2 separate regions of the Rattus norvegicus genome follow, and region 2 is linked to region 1. A link is a contact called in public Hi-C data. All regions are on one chromosome and are shown on one strand. Each heading gives the region's core, a stretch centred on a gene start, on an enhancer-like site or on the middle of the called end of the contact. The rest is flanking DNA. Distances are from core to core; before and after follow the strand shown. Region 1 has its middle 92 kb from the start of Tmem45b. Region 2 overlaps Arhgap32 (Rho GTPase activating protein 32).

Region 1 (2,946 bases), core at 276-2,775:
GGTTGGAGAGGGCCCTTTCCAGGTGCCTCAACTGATCTGAGCCTCTTCCAAGAAGACCCTCTGCTCTTAGTCTTTTCTCAAAAGTTGATTTGGTCTCTGCTTCTTCCAGGTAGGGCTGGAATTAGCTGAGAGTGACTCTCAGTAGTCTTTAATATTTGTCTATCCAGGTAGGGGTAGTGAATCTGTTCAGTTTCAGGGACTTCCTGAGGCTGTTTTGAGATGTTTACCTTTTGTCTTAAAGAACTTGCTTTTAGAACTCTTTTAGATTGAGTGTTTCAGTCTTGGGGAAACTGCTCCAGGGCTTGCACCCCAGACCTATAAACACACAGTCCTGGAATTTTCTTCTCCTAGATCTGTCATTAGCTTTGAAGTGGGCTCAAGCAATGCAGAGTGAATTTAGATGCCCATTGTAGGTTTTGGCCTCACTGGTGCAATATGGACCTAACACAGAGTCTCTGTGGGATCCCTATTTGATGGCTTGATCTGAGAGCTTAGGGAAGTTTCCTGGATAGGACCTCGTACTTGGCAGTTCTGAGTCAGCAGATTTTGAAAGGGACATCTTGACAAGCAAGCAGGTGATTTCAATGAGAAAGTGAAGGAGGGACAGGAGCCAAGGATGATAGCTGTTTCAGGACTTTGCTAGGGAGATGTAAAGAAACATCTATTTGCCCCAGATAGGAGGGTACTGGCAGATTAAAAAAAGAACTGACCAAAGAAAGCCCAGCTTACTGAACCAATGAGTTTACTGGAGTTACCTTCGAGAGGATGGGTGTTTCAAAGTCACTACACCCCAAGAAGTGCTGTGAGCAACATATGCGTATCCACCATTGAAGAGTCTCCTGTGTGACTTATGGGGAGCTAGCTATACAACTAAAGAGTCCTCCTGGATGATGTGTGGGAGGCTACATTACTGGAGAGCCTTCTGCAGGACATATGGAGAGCTATACTACTACAGAGTTCCCCTGGGTGATGTCTGGGAGGCCTATACTACTAGAGAGTTCCACCACAGTCATTGTCTGCCTCTTTGTAACGTAGGAGAGGGAAGGAGTATGAAAATCTTGTGAAGGCTTTGGAGCTCTGACTCTGATCTCGTGAGAGACTTGTGCAGGTTTTTGATCCAGAAAGGCCACGGTCAAGTTCTTCCTGAAGAAAATACGTTCCCAACAGCACCTGAAGCAAGGGTGGGTGGGTGGCCGTGACTAGTTCACAATCTTACCGAGGAGGATATAAAAAATGAGGAAACCCATTGTTACCTCAGGCTCACAAATGTCTAGGCAGGGAATTTAAGCTCTGTCCACAGGAGACTTCCAATCCAGTGTAGGATATTGAAGCTGCAGATCTTGAGGAAAGATAGCACGAAGTCAACCTGCTCTGCTCAGACCGCGCTCGTTTTGACTGAGATTTGGCTCTCGGGATTCTGGGTATCGTTCTGTCTGAAAGTTGGCTACTTTGAAAGGAAGCTGGAGAAAGTCGCTGACCCAGACACAAAGCCTCAGACCTTGGCAGCCCTAGGTCTCCCCAGGGAGCGGGTGTGCTCTGAGCTGTGTCTGCAAACGGTCAGTCGTCCAGCCTGTGCATTCCCTTTGGCTCTCTCTGCCCTTTTCTCACTTTAAGCCTGTTGTTTCTCTCAGTTTTGATTCAGATCCACTTGAAACTTGCACGAGAACTTTGAAGCTTTCTTTGCAAAAATGCACACAGGCACGTTCAGTCTCAGTGGAGGTCACAGCCGGAGAGACCTACCTGGGCACTTGGTGGTTGTTCCCACCTCTTTTTTTTATTTTTATTTTTATTTTATTTTTGTTGAACTCTCTGCGGTACTCCTGATGTTGCTCTTTCAACACCCCTCAGCTAGACTCTGAGCTGCTTGAACGCAGTGCAGTGGAAGGTAGATTTTTCTACTCATTTTCAGTATCTGCTCTCCTGTATTTCTGTAATATCGCTGTGTCAGCATAGTTCACACAGTTGAAGCATTCTTTGCAGGTGGATGCTGGGACTTCCTGACGAGAACACAAGAGGTCGGGTGTAGGGTTTTCCACTTGGGGCATCATGTTGATGTTCAGGTTTTTAGATTATAGAGCATTGCATATTTTGGAATTTTGGGTTGTGGGGCTTCTCAGCATCTCACTGTCCAACAAATTAACTATTTCAGTCTGGGCCACTTGTTGCATAATTAGAACTGCTGGTTCTAAACATGTCCTGCCCCTAGCTTGTACTATCGAGGAGGTACCTGGAAAAGATAGCCTATAGACCATGCACGGCCGCGTTTCAGACTTTCTGTCCCATTAGGTGGAGAGGCCTCCTTCCCTGTCCTAGAGTTCCTGCTACAGCTTGTGTTAACTCACACTTCGACAACTGTCAATGGCTGCGGCTTAGATTTTCTTTATCAGAGGAGATCTGAGGAAGGTGGTGGAGACAGTGGGCCGGAAAGAGGAGTTATCCCAAGTTGTTTGTCAATATCGACTCAATCTCACAAGACACCAAAATAAAGTTTTGAGGAAAAAAATGAGTAGGACTGGCAAGAGAACACCTTGGCCCCAAAGGACTTTTTAGCCACGTGAGGCTTCATCCCCCCTTGGAGTATTTCTCAGAGCAACTGCCAGACAGGACCAGTCTCTCAGCAGTTGTCACCCACTTATTAGTGGACTCTGCAGAGGCCAAGAGAAAGGGAGGGGCACTAAAAATGGGGGAAAATAAGTTTGTGCTCAGGGCCGGCGCAATTCCGTGATGCCAAGGTGACCGGCCTACGTCTCCCTCCCGGGCTGGTGTTGGGTGGCTCTGACAAGTGTCCAGAGTGCTCTTGGCCCCGCAGCATCTGCTGCCCGATTGCCATGGAGATGGCAGCTGCAGCGAAGTCCCCTTTGAGAGCACGCCGAGGAGATTTCTAGAACCATTTTGGAAGCATTTGTCTCCTCAGTGCTCACTAATCTCCCTTTCATTCGTAATTAT
Region 2 (3,209 bases), core at 166-2,665, 570 kb after region 1:
TCCACCTAGTGTGAATAGCTGTCATCCACCTAGTGTGAATAGCTGTCATCCACCTAGTGTGAATAGCTGTCATCCACCTAGTGTGAATAGCTGTCATCCACCTAGTGTGAATAGCTGTCATCCACCTAGTGTGAATAGCTGTCATCCACCTAGTGTGAATAGCTGTCATAAAAATTTAATAGAATGCAGAGAGTTTCTCTTGTTCTGGAAATAGATTCTTCCAGCATCTTTATGATCCTGCAGCATGCTCTGCTGTGTTGCATGTGTTTTAAAACAAATTTCTTCTATCACTCTGCTAATATTTCATAGATGAGTGTCCGCCCAAGCTTGGTTTTCTTCTTCTTTTAATAAGTACCCTGGAATAATTCTGCATTAATTAGAGCTGTGTGCTGTCTGAAGGGTTAAGTTTTTCTGTTGAAACCTTCCCAATAAAGACTTTAATCATCATTTCAAGTTAACATTTAACATTGCTCTAACTTGTTTTTGCCTTTTTAAAAACATTAGCTTTTATGTTTTATATTAAGAAAAGTATCTGTCTTGCCTTTTTAAATTTGTAAAATACTCTAAAAATTAGGTCTAACCAGAAAGCCAGTTTTCAGCCTTCTTAATTTGTCATTTTCCAAACATCAGTTTTAAAATATATTAATTATTTTTTTCTTGCTTGGTAAGTTATTTTTTATTTTCTGTTTTCTTTTCTGGACAAGAGTTGAGGAAAGCATACTTAATAGTACTTACCTAAAAAAAACCTCTTTGCCACACACAGCTCTTTCCTCTACAATTTCCGTTAATTTTGTGCTTCTAATGTCATGCATCTTTTCTTGAGAGCTGTACAATACCACAGGGATTGTTAGTAATACATGCACTTTTATCCAGTCAGCATCTGGGGCATTGCTGGGTATTTAACCCAGAGCCTTACTTAACATTACAGTTGTGCTCCACCCACTGATTTTTAATAAGCACATTCAGTTTTTGGTGTTTTCCTTTGAATAGTACTGTGGTGACCGTATTGTTGATGCTCCAGTGTATTTTGTTTAGGGAAATTAAAATCTGAAAACAGAAGGTCATTGCTATCTTCTTTAGACAACCTGGTGATCCCCAACTCCCGGAAGGAAACCAGATAAGTGCTCAATTTAGTGCTGACACTGGCTGAGCACAGTACACGACAGCCTAGAACTCTCGGGCAACCCAAGTGGGTACCATGCTGCTCCCAGCAACTTTCATTGCATTTTTTCCAAATTGCAGTGTCTCATGAACAAAAAATAATGACTTATCCACGTCACAAGATCCCCCCCCCCCATGAGAAGGGGAGGATCTCCTGTAGCATTTGTAGAAGCAATGGATTGTACTTTTGTCAGCCTGAAGCTGGACTCTTCCTCTGTGCTCTATGTCACACCGCCATCTAGTGTTAGCATGGTGAATGGACGCCATCTGTCTTTGTACCCTAGGTTTATGTATACTGTTAAGTAACTCGATGCAAGGTACAGATCAGGTTTAGTCAGAAATGTGGCATGGGAAAGGGTAAGTTTTAACCCCCGTGTCCTGAGCTTTCTGGGGAGGAGGCTAAGGAGAGCAGCTGTGGGGCTCCTCACCAGAGGGGCAGGGATGTGTGACTAAGGACAGGGAAGGCTAATAATAACACTTTTTTCTTTGAAGCCTGGACTTGTATTTATTTTGAGACAAGATTTTATGCTGGAGCCCTAGGTAGGTCTAGAACTTACAGTGTAGTCTAGGCTGGCCTTTTCTTTTGACTCTGCCTCCAAAATGCAGAGTAAAATGTTTCAGACTAACAAGCTGGCTCTGGACTCCCCTTCAGGGTGTCTGGGACACTGAGCTGTATCCACAGCCCTGTACTTTCATTTAAAATAGGGTAACTGAATAGTTTATTTTACCTGTTCGCACATGGTCTCGCTAGTTCTTCACAGCAGTTTCAGGAAAGGAATTTGAAATGAGCCTTGCTTAAGAACTTAACTGTATGCTGCAGTCATGCTGAATGTTCCTTTATAACCAGAAAACAGTGATCAAGTGCAAGAGAAACAGAGAACCATAGTTTTCAAGTGCCCTAGTTGAATACTAAAAACCCATGGGCTATATTGTTGCCTCCATTATCTGAAGTAAGTTCTTTAACGTCCCTGGCCCTCAGTTTTCTACCCCACTTATGTCACAGAATTGTGTGAGGACTAAGTGAGATGAGAGTCAAATAATAAACCACATTTTCTAGCACTCTGAAATATTTTAGACAGAAATTATTTTTCATTCATGTCTATATTTTGTGTGTGCATAGATGTGTGCCCATGAATATGCCTTGGTCCATGGGGGACAGCAGAGGACAACTTGTGGGGGTTGGTTCCCCTCTTTGTCCAGTGGCTCCCAGAGATTGAATCCAAATCATCAGATTTGGGAGCAAGCGTCTTTACCTGCTTAGCGGTCTCAGTGGCCAGCAATTCTATTTTGTAATGTGTTTTCTGAGACAGACTTACCATGTGGGTCAGGCTTGCCTAGCTTCCTGTAGTCCTAGCTGGCCTTCATGCATGACCTTCCCTATCGGCCCGCATCGCCACACCTGTCTGGAAAGGCACGAGTGCTCATATATAAGCATGGCGCAGTCTCACTTGTTTTGATGACTGATGGTGACAGTGTAGGGACTGAGGTGGTAAGAGTAACTTAACAGTGTGTTCTCCAGGGAGTCTTCCTAGCCTGAATTGAGTTTCCTCTAAAGCAAGACAAATGGGAAATGCAGCTCTAATCTTACAGTCTCATGTACATTCTATAGTGATATGAGTTCTCAGTGCCACCATCATCCATGATCTGGGTTTCTAACTGCGTATGAGTTTATCCTATTGGTATAAAAGTCTTAGGACTATAAAAAATATATGTTCCAGAGTCATAATTCATCATGAAACTTATCAAATTAACTAAATGTGCTTGAGACATAGTATTGTTGATCCGGAAACTGTGAAGGTGCTACTATGTTGGCGTTCCACAGTTACAGACCTGAGCCTTGCCCCACCCACAACAGCAACACAAACCAAGCTGTTTCTACTCATAGGGTGACTCAGGTCACTCTGCCCGAGGCAGAGTGATATGAGAAACATATATACCCTGTCTTTGGGATTTTGAAGCATAAGAGAGAAACTCGCACTTAAGAAACTTGGAGTTTAGTTTAGGATACATATACTCCTTCCCAACATTCCCTTTGCTGTGGGGGAGGG

Evidence for each region. Hi-C and Micro-C count contacts between places; a contact is called where the count stands out from the background.
Region 2: a contact with region 1 is called in a Hi-C map of mammary epithelial cells, with 4 times the contacts expected there. The contact joins two enhancer-like sites. A contact is called at or near these places in 2 of 12 Hi-C or Micro-C datasets (mammary epithelial cells and psoas muscle).

The regions. Positions count from the first base shown.
Region 1 is chr8:38,258,891-38,261,836 of GRCr8, forward strand. No RefSeq gene overlaps it. Among named protein-coding and RNA genes, the nearest start is that of Tmem45b, 92 kb to the left of the region's middle. Within about 2 kb of position 1,526, at least 1 of the 93 cell types and tissues checked has an H3K27ac peak or open chromatin away from gene starts, as enhancers often do.
Region 2 is chr8:38,832,131-38,835,339 of GRCr8, forward strand. All of the region lies in intron 5 of Arhgap32 (Rho GTPase activating protein 32), which reads left to right. Among named protein-coding and RNA genes, the nearest start is that of Rpl35l2, 64 kb to the right of the region's middle. Within about 2 kb of position 1,416, at least 2 of the 93 cell types and tissues checked have an H3K27ac peak or open chromatin away from gene starts, as enhancers often do.